2 separate regions of the Mus musculus genome follow, and region 1 is linked to region 2. The links are chromatin contacts, called in public HiChIP or PLAC-seq maps. All regions are on one chromosome and are shown on one strand. The core of a region is the stretch at or near the end of the contact, and the rest is flanking DNA. Distances in the headings are between cores, read along the strand shown. Region 1 has its middle 50 kb from the start of Fam114a2. Region 2 holds the start of G3bp1 (GTPase activating protein (SH3 domain) binding protein 1).

Evidence for each region. HiChIP or PLAC-seq counts read pairs in DNA pulled down with a chosen protein or histone mark.
Region 1: a contact with region 2 is called in an H3K4me3 HiChIP or PLAC-seq map of forebrain, with 14 times the contacts expected there. The contact joins the enhancer-like site here to the promoter of G3bp1 in region 2. A contact is called at or near these places in 1 of 39 promoter capture datasets (embryonic stem cells) and 6 of 115 datasets of contacts at active chromatin or transcription factors (astrocytes, embryonic hindbrain, embryonic midbrain and 3 more).

The regions. Positions count from the first base shown.
Region 1 is chr11:57,465,235-57,471,391 of GRCm38.p6, reverse strand. No RefSeq gene overlaps it. Among named protein-coding and RNA genes, the nearest start is that of Fam114a2, 50 kb to the left of the region's middle. Within about 2 kb of position 3,516, at least 29 of the 459 cell types and tissues checked have an H3K27ac peak or open chromatin away from gene starts, as enhancers often do. A contact at or near this core is called in forebrain, where this site is marked.
Region 2 is chr11:55,466,807-55,472,462 of GRCm38.p6, reverse strand. G3bp1 (GTPase activating protein (SH3 domain) binding protein 1) reads right to left here and starts at 2,711. Exons shown (of 12, transcript NM_013716.2): 1 at 2,662-2,711.

The sequences.
Region 1 (6,157 bases), core at 2,267-4,766, 2.0 Mb before region 2:
TTCTTTCTGTTTTTGGGTTGGTCTTTGTGTAGTTTTGATATAGGGTAATACTAACCTCCGAAAAGGAGTTTAGTAATGCCTCTTCCTTTTCTATCTTATGGAGTAATCTGAGGTGTGTTAGTGTTCGTTCTCTTTTGAAATCCTTTTAGAGGAGGATTCTGCTCTGAATCCATCTGGCCCTAGGCTTTTTTGAGTTAGGAGACACCACGTGGGTGCTGGGAACCAAACGTGGGTGCCCTGGCAGAGCAGCAAGTACTCGTCTCTCCAGCCCGTCCCCAGCCACTGTGTTAGGTGTTGTTGGTTCTTTCAGTTGAGTCATTTGGTTATTGATTTGAGATTAAGTTTTTTTTTGATGTAGACACTTAGTGTTCTAATCTTTCCTAACCTCGGGACTGTCTTCCCTTAGACTTTAGCATGCTGTGTTTTCATTTCATCCACCTGTAGGAATTCTAAAATTTCTCTCTTGAGTTCTTCCTTGTCCCAGTTATCACTCAGTGGTGGGGTTGTTCCCAGGAGTTCTTTCAGTTCCTATCATCTTTGACATAGTCCGCTTTATTCCGTTGTGCTCAGACAGAAGGCAGGATATTATGTCAAATTTTCTATAGTTGTTGAGACTTGCCTTGAGTCCTGATATGTGGTCTATTTTGGAGGAAGTTCTATAGGCTGAGGAGAAGAATGTAGGCTCTTCTGTGTCCAAGTGACATGCTCGGTGCACGTTTTTTTTTTTGCTCCATTTAATTTATGACATTATCTGTTCCCAATGTTTTTCTGTTTAGTTTTTGTCCCATCCCTTGTCTGTTGGAAGGAGTGAGGTATCAAAGTCCCCCACTTTCACTGTGACCTGAGTTCTAATAGTGGGTTGTTGCTGTATTTCTTTCTTTCTTTCTTGAGACAAGGCTTCTCTGTTTAGTCCTGGCTGTCCTGGAACTTGCTCTGTAGACCAGGCTGGCCTCGAACTCTGAGATCTCCCTTCCTCTGCTTCCCAAGTGCTGGGATTAAAGGTGTGCACCGCCAGCGCCTGGTTAAGAATGAGACTGGGCTGACTCTGCCCCACAGTCTCCATTGTGGTGGGGATGGCTTAGTGTCAGGAGCTGCTTGTGATTGCGGTTCCAGGAGTGTGATGCTGATTGGTCAAACCTAGGTGAGTCAGGAAGCAGGAATAGACCAATGAGGTGCTCCGCTGGCTCCCCTCCCCCTTTTTTATTCACTTTGGCAGACCAGTTTGTGGAGGGGTGCCACTGACTTCCAGGGCAGGTCTCCCCTGCCTTGCAGTTAAACCTCTCTGAAAACTCCCTGCTCTCTGAAAACTTCCTGGCAGAGACGTTCAAAGGTGTCTGTCACCAGTGCCCAAGGCATTTCTAAATACAGTCATGTTTACAGTAACAGTAGCCCAACCACAGCTAGGTTGGGATGTGAGCTAACAGCTTCTTGGGGTCTTAACTGCTGGGCACTGTGACCAGGCGTCGAAGTCTATACTCTGGTATGGAACTTTCTTTGAGCAAACACTGTCTGAATTCATACAACAGTAACTAACGCAGGGGCATTGTGGGGGGCGGGGGGAGCTCCCTGAAGAAGCTGAGAGACAAGCTGATCTTCCCAGAGCTGGAGAATGTTCACAAGTGTTCAAGAGAAGGGACGAGAACTGGTGTGGCAGGGGGTGGGGTGGGGGTAGGGATCAATGAAGGTATGAGAACCGGTTGGATCTGTTCCAGTGCTCGGGGATCCAGAGGAGGTAGAGGTACTTCTGTGAGAAGACAGCACGCCCCAGGGAACTTATGATGCCATTAGGGGGTACAGTTTCAGTGTTCCCTGTGCCCTGGACCCTCTAGAAGTAGTCTGAGAAAACTCCCCACTCTACCTCTTTGCCCACCCCCCCTCACACCACGAGACTCCGTTGACTTCATGTCTCCTAAGCCTCTTTTTCTCAAGGAGCATGTGAGGAGCAGGTACGTTACTCACCTGGTCAGCAGCCTCTCGTGTCAAATCGGCATTATTTCTCATTAGCATGATGTCACCCGGCTTACCAGACAGGACTCTTAGCCCCTTGCCTGTACAGGAAAAAGGAGACTTAGAGAGACGCCAAGAACCTCTGCCTGGTGCCCTGGTCCTGTTGTGGGAACTCGTGAACCCTGATGGGCACGAGAAATCACGTGGGAATGAGGTCTTTGTCACAGTGCAGATGCCAGTGACATACTCAGAAGGGCCTAAGCACCTGCTTCTGTGACAAGCACCCAGGAGTGATGATGTAGTCAGCGTGGGGACTCCATACTGAGGTTCACCTTGAAGATCAGTGGGTGTGACGGGAGAGACACTTTCATGGATCTCACAATTTAGTCATGGATTTAATGTTCATTCTTACTCCCAAACGAGGCAGTATTATTTGTTTTTTTTTTTTAAAAGGCCTTGTTTTTAATTGTATAAATGCACTTATATCTATAGGTGATATATGCATATTGAGTGCAATACCTGCAAAAATCAGAAGAGGGCGCCAGATTCTGTGTCCATGGTGTTACAGGGAATTGTGAGAGCCCTGATGTGGGTGCTGGGATCCGAACTAGGATCCTCAAACACTCTCAATCTTTGACATGCTCCTAACATTTCTCCAGCCCCTTGTCTTTTATTTTATATGAGCCCACAACCAAGACTTTGGAGATTTAAATAGACTTTTGTAGCAATGGAAGTTTTAAAGACTTGGGGGTGGGGGATTTTTTGGAATTGAATTGTATTTTATATTATGATTTTAACATGTTACTTTGGGGACAAGGGATGGAAAGTTATGGCTTAAAGTGACATGCTTGTGGGTCAAGTTGACAAAGGACAGATCATGCTGGTTAGTTTTTAACTGGTAACTTGACACAAAGTGGAGTCACCTGGGAAGAGAGTTTTAATGACTCTTATCTAGATGTTGACCTGTGGGCACGTCTCTGGGGACTGCCTAGATCATCTGATATAGGAAGACACAGTCTGTTGTGGGCGGCACCATTCCCTAAGCAGAGCAATCAAGCAAGGATCTGTGTGTTTATTCTCTCCCGCTCTCAACTGTGGGCGTAGTGCTTAAAGTTCCTGTCTTAACTTCCTCACAATAATTTAACCTGGAATCTTAAGCCAAATGAATTTTTTTTTGTCCCTAAGGTGCTTTTTATTGAATGTTTTATTACAACAGAAACAAAACTAGAATAGAAGTTTCCTGGACCAGAAAATGGTGGCCTGGGAAGCTAAGCAGTGTGCAACTGATATGTTTAAAAGTAGGGACATGAACCAGGGTTTCATACCTCTAGAATCCCAGTACATCCCTAAGCCTTTCCGTTGATCACACCCCCATCTCTGGGGCTCCGGTCTGTGTCCAGTCTTCTGGGATTAAAGGTTTATTTTTTTATCCGGGCCAGCTGGGAAGGCACCTTCTTGCAAAGCTCCTTTCTGGCCAGCAGGTGGCAGTGCTGCCCCAAGGATATGGCCTAGACGGCTAGCTAGAGCTGCTCCTAGTATCTTTTGTCTGCACAGGGGTCCGCTCTCCTCTCCGGAGCCTTCAATGTGCCTGCTGAGCTGGGGCTGCTCATTTCCTTTCTCTCCTGGCTGTAATGCCTCATAACTTCGGATCCTTAGAGCCATTTACGATAGATTCAGATGCAGCCTGCAGCTAGAGTTTCTAAGCACAATGCTTTTCTGAGTTAGGTGCGGTCCTCTTGCCTATCTGCTCAGAAGAGGAACCTTGGGGCTTCCAGAGGCTCGAGAGGTCATGGAACAGGGGAATGCCAAGGAGCAGGGGAAGAGGCAGAGCCTGGTAGGAGCCTAGCAGTTGTGGCGCTGGAATCCATAGATGGGAGGGATTCATTCTGAGGAAGTCGAGGCAGAGCCGGAAGGGGACCAGGGCTTGTAACTCTGGACCTTGTATAACTTGTTATCACCAGGGTCTGTGATAGGAAGTCCCCGCCTCCTTCCTACACCCCCCAGGTACTGGTTCCCCACAGAATGACTGACTCTTAAGTGTTGTGTTCAGCTCAGATATGGCTGTGCAAATCTTGCCCAGCCTGGCGTTCTGCTGGGACCAGAGACTTCCTTCTTCATGATGGAACTCTGTCACAACGCATGGTGACTCCTCGTGATAAGGGAGAAGTGGGGTGCCTTTAAGTAACACGAAGCCTTCCTTTCTCTGGGGGCAGCGGCGGCGGGGGGCGGGGGGGGGTTAAACCCAGTAGATGGGATACTAGGTGCTCAGTTACACAAAACCGCCACTTGGTCGATGGCCTCAGGGTTCCTGTCTCTCAAATTCGAAGAACGAAATTCATGGAGAAATGCTGAGTTTAGAAAGAGTCTTATTACGGATTCATGGGTAGGAACTTAAGAAAGGAGATGGAGTTACTTGACGGTAGGAGACCCGCACATGGGACACCATCCAGCTGATAGTCCAGTGCTGTTGCTTTTTTTGTTTTTGTTTTTAAATGTTTAATAGGATTTATGGCAGAGACTGGGTTAAGCCATGAAGAGGAGGATGAGCCGGTCACGTCAAGGTAATCGGGTGTCTGTTCTCTGCTTGGGGTGGTCAATTATCCATCATAGAAAGAGAAGAAAGAGATAACAGGACCAAGATGGCTACCCTCTGGCATTCCAGGCCTCCAGAAGACAGAACAGGACCAAGAAGAATGTTCGTGACTTCTGTCCAAAGACATAAATTAGGATAGTTTACTTTTGGGGTCCATGCCTTTGAAAACAATTTCCATCCTCTGACCTTATCCCTAGGAGGGACTGGCACAGATGGGTTCGGTTTGTACTTGTGACATGCATGTCTGAGCTACTTTGTCTCACCAGGCCTGGCACTAGATTTGGCTGCTGCGGGGCACTACCAGCAGGCTCTGCCTCCTTGGGTCCTCTAACCCTGCTGGGCAACACGTTTGCTCTCCGCTTGTTCTTCGTCGGTCCAGGCTGGTCTGTTATCTATCATGCCCCATTCCATGTGGAGAGAGCCCAGGGAACAAGCTCTTCTGCATAGTGTGGAGCCCAAGGTTGAGAGCAAAGTAAGTCGTTTATGAAAACAGCCCTCCACCGTGTTATCCAAGCAGCGTGTATTCATTGCTACAAAATTGAGAATATGTGAAAGGAAGAAAATTAAAACCACCTCCATAACAATAGAATCTTTTTCTACAGTGATATTTTAATGGAATTGAATTTTTCTCATTCTCTTTTTATTGTACAAGAAATACATATTTCTCAACAGGGTTATGAAGTGGCATTTCCAGGGGATTAATTTTATTTGGTCTTACACGATTTTTTTTATATTTGTAGAATAAAAAAATTTTAATTTATCTGGGTTACCACATCATGAACCTGTCAATAATTCTGTGAGAGATTGCAATAGCCACCTCTGTCTTTTGAGGACCTACTATGTGCGAGCAGTTTTTACATGACTGTAACTTTATGGAGGGATGATTTATATCTCATAGAATTAACTTGTTTAGACCCATTAATCACTATAATTTGAAGATGGCTAGAAGGCTGGGAAGGTAGTTCTGGGGTCACTCCTCACGTCCTAGTGACATGTGATCCAAAGACCTAAGACACTGGGCAGTCACCGTCATCAGAGTCCAGGCTGGGACAGTGATTTTGAGCTCACTGAAAACTCTGTGATTGTGTGCAAAGTGGAAGCAGGCTGTATTAACAATTATCATGGAAAGTGAGACATTAGGGGACGGTAAGAGAGTTGGGAGGGGTTCCCAAGGGAGGGAAAGGCTGTTGACTTTCCTTGCCAATGGTTTTCATAGGACTGTGGTGAAAACCCAGACAAAGGTTGAATGATCTCTACTGAAATCGGGTAGAGCCAACGGAGGGCCGTACACTCTACTTGTGTCCCTTAGGCCAACCAGGGAGATGGTCAGATGCTGCCCAGCCAGCTAGGGGAAGTTCCCATCCCTGCCTCGTCCCTCAGCCCGCAACAAGTAAACCAAAGGCCCACGTGCCGGCGCCTAGATTGTGGGTGGGAGGATAGGATGTGGTGGGAACGGCTCACCAATAGGAGGGTGGTGGTGGTGGTGGGGGGCCGATCGTTTCCTTGGTGACTGGTAACAGGCACTCACAGGAATCTACAGGCATTTATGGCCTTGCTCTCAGAAGAGTGCTGACTCTCCTGTTCAGTTAGAGGCGCCACCACTGGTGGAATGGGGAG
Region 2 (5,656 bases), core at 1,462-3,961:
GGGCTACACAGAGAAACCCTGTCTCAAAAAAACAAAACAAACAAACCAACAACAGAAATACAGGGAAGGGCTAGAGAGATGGCTCAGTGGTTAAGAGCACTGACTGCTCTTCTGAAGGTCCTGAGTTCAAATCCCAGCAACCACATGGTAGCTCACAACCATCCATGAGATCTGATGCCCTCTTCAGGGGTGTCTGAAGACAGCTACAGTGAACTTAGATATAATAATAAAATCTTTTTAAAAAAATACAGGAAAATCTAGTATATAAAAGATGACAATTTTGAAAAAAAAAAAAAGCCAACCTGCTTTCAAGCAGGGTCAAGAACAGACATTTCTAAAAATCTAATGCTCAGGCACTATACTGACAGCTGATAACTAAAAACCAGAATGTGAATTAAAAGAAAAGAAACTAGCCAGATGTGGTGGCGCACGCCTGTAATCCCAGCACTTGGGAGGCAGAGGCAGGCGGATTTCTGAGTTCAAGACCAGCCTGGTCTACAAAGTGAGTTCCAGGACAGCCAGGACTATACAGAGAAACCCTGTCTCGAGACAAAAAAAAAAAAAAAAAGAAAAAAGAAAAGAAAAGAAAAAGAAACTGCGCAGTGTAGTACCTGTTAGAACCTTAGCTCAAAAGACACCTCCACCAGCAGTAACCTCTGACCTGCTCGGAAGGGAGCAGCCAAGGCGGTCAGTCACTGCTTCAATTCACTGCTTTCTGACACTGAGCTAAGGAGTCAGTTTCTATCTATCCCTATCCTACTAAGCACCTGCCTGAGGCCAAGAGTCTTTTGAATGTGTGGGGATGAGATTAATAGCCATCCCCTTCAATTCGATCATTTCCCCTTGATATATCTGACCTCAGTAACACTACCTGGACTCAAACTTCCCAAGTTAGAAAGCAGGTCACTGCCTTATTTTAAAAGGTGATGAATTACTAACATTCGCCTACCCCTCCGTGCAGGTTAAGTAGAACCCGTTCCAAGGAAACAATGTTATATTCAGAAGCAAGGCAGTTAAATTCAGCATGCATCCCCACAGCGTTTGGTTCTTCGTTGCCACTTTGTTAAATGTCAGTGGTCTTTAACTTTTTGCAAGGATGTGCCCCTCAAGAACTAGTCCTGAAACTTCTGTTGTAGTCTTCGATGTGAAACATCTGCCATTTAACGTGCTTTCTAGCCAGGGGTTAAAGGCAATCCTCAGCATAGAAAGATAGGCTGACCACAGATCCTTGAAAATAGCTTTGCAACCCGTAGAAGTCAAACCAAGTAAGTACTAAAATAAATTACTCGGTTGGGCTTAGTGGAGGCACCTTAACTCTTGGCACCGAGAAGATTCTGAGATCCTCTTGAATTCCAGGCCAGGAAGGGCTCCACAGTAAGAATTTTTAAAAAAGGCAGTTGATCATCGATGGTTCGGCAGGAGACCTAATGGCTGTGCTTGCCAACAAACCCAATCGGTGACTGTGACCCACTGCACAATAACTGGACACTGGACACCATCCTCTCCCCAGCAATTTCAGATGTGACTTATTTTTGTGGCTCTGGTGACTGAACCCGGGGCTTCCTGTATTCCATGCCAAGTGCTCCACCTCTGCACTGAAGCCCGGGCCGGTCCTATCCAATTTCAAACTTTAACTTCAACTCTTGTAAGAATTTAAACACTTTGTTTCCTTGGACTTACGACCTTCTCAAACAAAGGTTTTTTTAATCTAAGTTTGTTCTGATTCACAACTAAAACATTCTAAGTTAAAAAGGGGTCTTGAAGAGTCAAGATCTAATGTCAGAGTTTGACTTCCTGTTGGCGGGAATTTCCCGTTACCTCGAGGTGCGTTTCGGACCTGCTGAGAGGCACACTCGATTACATTACACTCACTGTATTTTTCTCTATTTTTCCCAGAAGCTAACTTGGAGGCGCATCTATCTATCTATGTAAGTGCGAAGAAAGCTAAGTCTTCCTTTGTCATTCAAAACCCCACTCCTAATCTCTTCTCTGGAGTCCCCCACTGGCTCGCAGATGCCACCACGGGACTTCTTATACTGGGGTTTGCACCTCAGATTCAAGAGCTCAGTGGCCGATGGTGTCCCACAGCCACGTAGCCTGCACAGATGCCTGTCCTTTCCCTACAGAGGGCCTTGATTCCACCTCGTTCTCCTGTTGACTGGACCTACCTGATTGCACCCAGGTGACCGGGAAGGGCGGGAAAAAAGGGAACTCTCGGCATAGTGCAGGGGGAAACAGTGGGGGGATTGGAGAGATCACGTCTTGGCGTGGCTGTCTCTGCACCACTGAGCCCTTGAACCCGGGGTCGCGCGCCTCCGTTCTGCAACCCTGGGAGGCGCGATCACGCTCTCAGCTTGGGCTCCCCCAACCCCCATCCCCATATCCGAAGGCTTCCTTAGGGTCCAGGCCCAGCTATACCATCCGGAAGAGCCGGCGCGCGCCAGAGAATGCGCGTGGAGCACGCAGGGCCGGCCAGACGCGTGACGCCCGCCGTTGGTGCGGTGGACCACGCGCGGGCCCTAAAGCGCAGGCAGGAGGCCGCGCCGGCCGTTGGTGGGGGTGGGGACGCGCCGCGCGGTCTCCCGGGGCGCCCCGCTCGCGGCCGCAGCTCGGCTCATGCCCGGCCCGCATCCGATCAGCCCCACCCGCGGGCCCAAGTACCTGCGCGGCTGAGCGGGAGGACAGGGCTGCTACGTGGGAGGAGGTGGCGGCGTCCCTCGCGCGATGCCGCGGCACGCGTGCCCGCCGCCCGCTATATAGCCGCGCTCAGCCGAACCTGCTGCTCCCGGTCGCATGCAGGGACCAATGGCCGCCTCGCCACCGCGCCCCTTGGCTATGATTGGACAGCGTCTTTGTCTAGAGGCCGAGCTCCTGAGTGGCTGCCGCATCTGCCTATAACTGAAGGAGCTAGAGCCCAGATGGACACGAAACCTCGCCAATACTCAGATGGTCTATAAAAATGAGGGCGGGATGCACTGAGAGCGACACTCAGACAAGCCAATAGTTGCATGCACCCGTTCTCATTGGCTTACATTTCTTTTTCTGGGCGGAAACCCACTGTCCAGGCAGGAGCGGTTGATCCACAAGGTGGGGCCCGTGTACTTTGGGGAAGTAAACCCCATGCAACTAGGAGGTAGGCGCGGGCGGGGAGCAAGGAAGCCCCCAGCCAATCGCAACACCGAATGGAGCTGATTGACAGGGAGGGATGGCCCTCTCCAAAGGCAGCCCCAGGGCCGCCGTGCCCTCTGGAGCGGTTAAGAGGATGGACTAGCTGCGTCTTCCGTTCCCTTTCCTTTCTCTTCCTCTTAGGTTGAATCCTGTCCTCGAGGACCGGTCTCCCGCCTTCCCAGGCGACTCTGGTACCCGGGATCTAAGTAACAGTTTCCCGGGTTTTGTTTTTTTGGTTTGGTTTTTTTCTCTTCGCATCAAAACTTTTTTTGCATGCATTTCGGAAGAGCAGGAGCTGCTGACCCTTAGCATTACTCAGCACGAATGCAGTGGCGACCGAGGACAGCGAAACTGGCTTGGTCGGCACCCCAGAGCATACCGCGAGGCAGCCTCCCTGGCGTTTGGGAATGCTCTTGTTCCCGGGTGGCTTCCAAGCTGGCGTGCCCGGGTGGCTCCTGGACGTTTTCAGGTTTTCCAATCTTGTGATTGCAGAGACAACATCCCATCTTTGATCACCCTCTGGCTGGCGAAAGTTATAGGATGCGTCACCACCAGCCATTGTCACATGCTTTTCAAACTGAAATGGGAACTTTACCCAACTCCTAGGCAGACACGCCTAAGGTTCCCCCATAAAGGCTCCAGGGTCCAAATAGTAGTACCTCAGTCTGCTGCTGACCCCAACTCGGGGGGGTTTTGTGAGCCTTCTGGCCACCATGAGCATTTTATATTAAGAGCTGTGATCCAAATGCTAAACACAAACTAGACTAGTCTGTGTTCCCTGGAGGCAGGGAGAATTCCAGGCCATCCTGAGCTACACGAGTCCAAGGCCATTCTGAGTGACATGAAATCCTGAAAGCAAGCTAAACTCGCATTAATTTGTTTTGTTTCAGGGCTTTTCGAGGCAAGGTCTCCCCTTGTAGCCTATGCTGAGCTGGATTTACCATACCCTAGGCTGATCTCGAACTCGCCATCCTCCTGCCCTAACCTCTTAAATACCGAAAATACAGGTGTTAAAGTGTTACAGCGAGTTTCCAAAAGGAACACGTGCACAGTTCCCACGTGCAAAGGGAAAGGGCTCGCCCAGCCCAGGCTGGAAGGAAAAGGCAGCCAGGCAGAACCTGGAATCCGGAAGCCAGGAACCAAGAGACAGTGCAGTGCTCCAGCACTGGGTCAGAGCCTATCAACAGGCAGCTAGCATTGAGCCTCCAGTGGGAACCTCCTTCTAGGAACGCTTGGTAGGATTGCTAGCCCAACCAAGGAATGTGGGCTTTAATTTGGAGCTGTAGAGGCTTTGTTGGTTGGGTTTGTTTGTTTGTTTTTTCGAGACAGGGTTTCTCTGTATAGCCCTGGATGTCCTAGAACTCACTTTGTAGACCAGGCTGGCCTCAAACTCAGAAATCTGCCTGCCTCTGCCTCCCGAGTGCAGGGATTAAAGACGTGCACCACCACGCCCGGCTTGTTTGTTTGTTTTTAAAAACAGCCCTGGCTATCCTGGAACTTCTCTGTGCAAACCAGATGTCCTCTAACTCTGAGATCCCCTGCCTCTGCCTCCCGAATGCTGGAATTAAAGGGATGAGACCCCACACCCATCTGGAAGGCTTTTTTGTTTTGTTTTGTTTTTTTGTTTTTGTTAATAAACCAGGAGATTTGAGATTCGTATTGGGTTTTGCAGGGGAAAAAAATTGTAATACCTTATTCAGAGAGCTTTGGCAGATTTTCACAAGAATTCTTTTCAATACAATACCAGTGTTCCCCGCTGGCTTTGCTCGCTGGCTCTCTCTCTCTCTCTCTCTCTCTCTCTCTCTCTCTCTCTCTCCATATTGTTTGTTTAAGTAATAACATAATCACAGCCTGGAACTCATAAACACCCTCCCCATTCTGCCTCAGCTGGAATTAAAGCAGTGCACCGCCAAAACTAGCTTTTAAAACACTATTTTAAAGATTTTTTTTTATTATTTATTTATTATATGTAAGTACACTGTAGCTGTCCTCAGACACTCCAGTCAGATCTCGTTACGGATGGTTGTAAGCCACCATGTGGTTGCTGGGATTTGAACTCCTGACCTTCGGAAGAGCAGTCGGGTGCTCTTACCCACTGAGCCATCTCACCAGCCCTAAAGATATATTTATAAGGGGGGGAAAATCTGTAAAGATACATATCTTTTTTTGTTGTTTGAGAATCGTATACATGCATGTGAAGTGTTTCATTCAAGGCCACCCTATTCCTTCTCCCCCTAATTCCATGGGGTTCCCACTGGGTTCATATAGTACTGCCACTATGTGCATGGACGTAGGACAATCTACTGGAGCAATGGGGGCCTATCTGGTGCCCTCCACCTGAGGAAACCTGACCTTCTCTCTCCTAGTAACCAGTTGCCAGTAGCTCCTCAGCTAAGGGTAAAACTGCTGAGCATCCTCTGGCTAGACTTCTCCCAGGTGCATGCTGTCACTGTCACTGTAGGTTCATATGGGCAGATGCCCTGTTGTG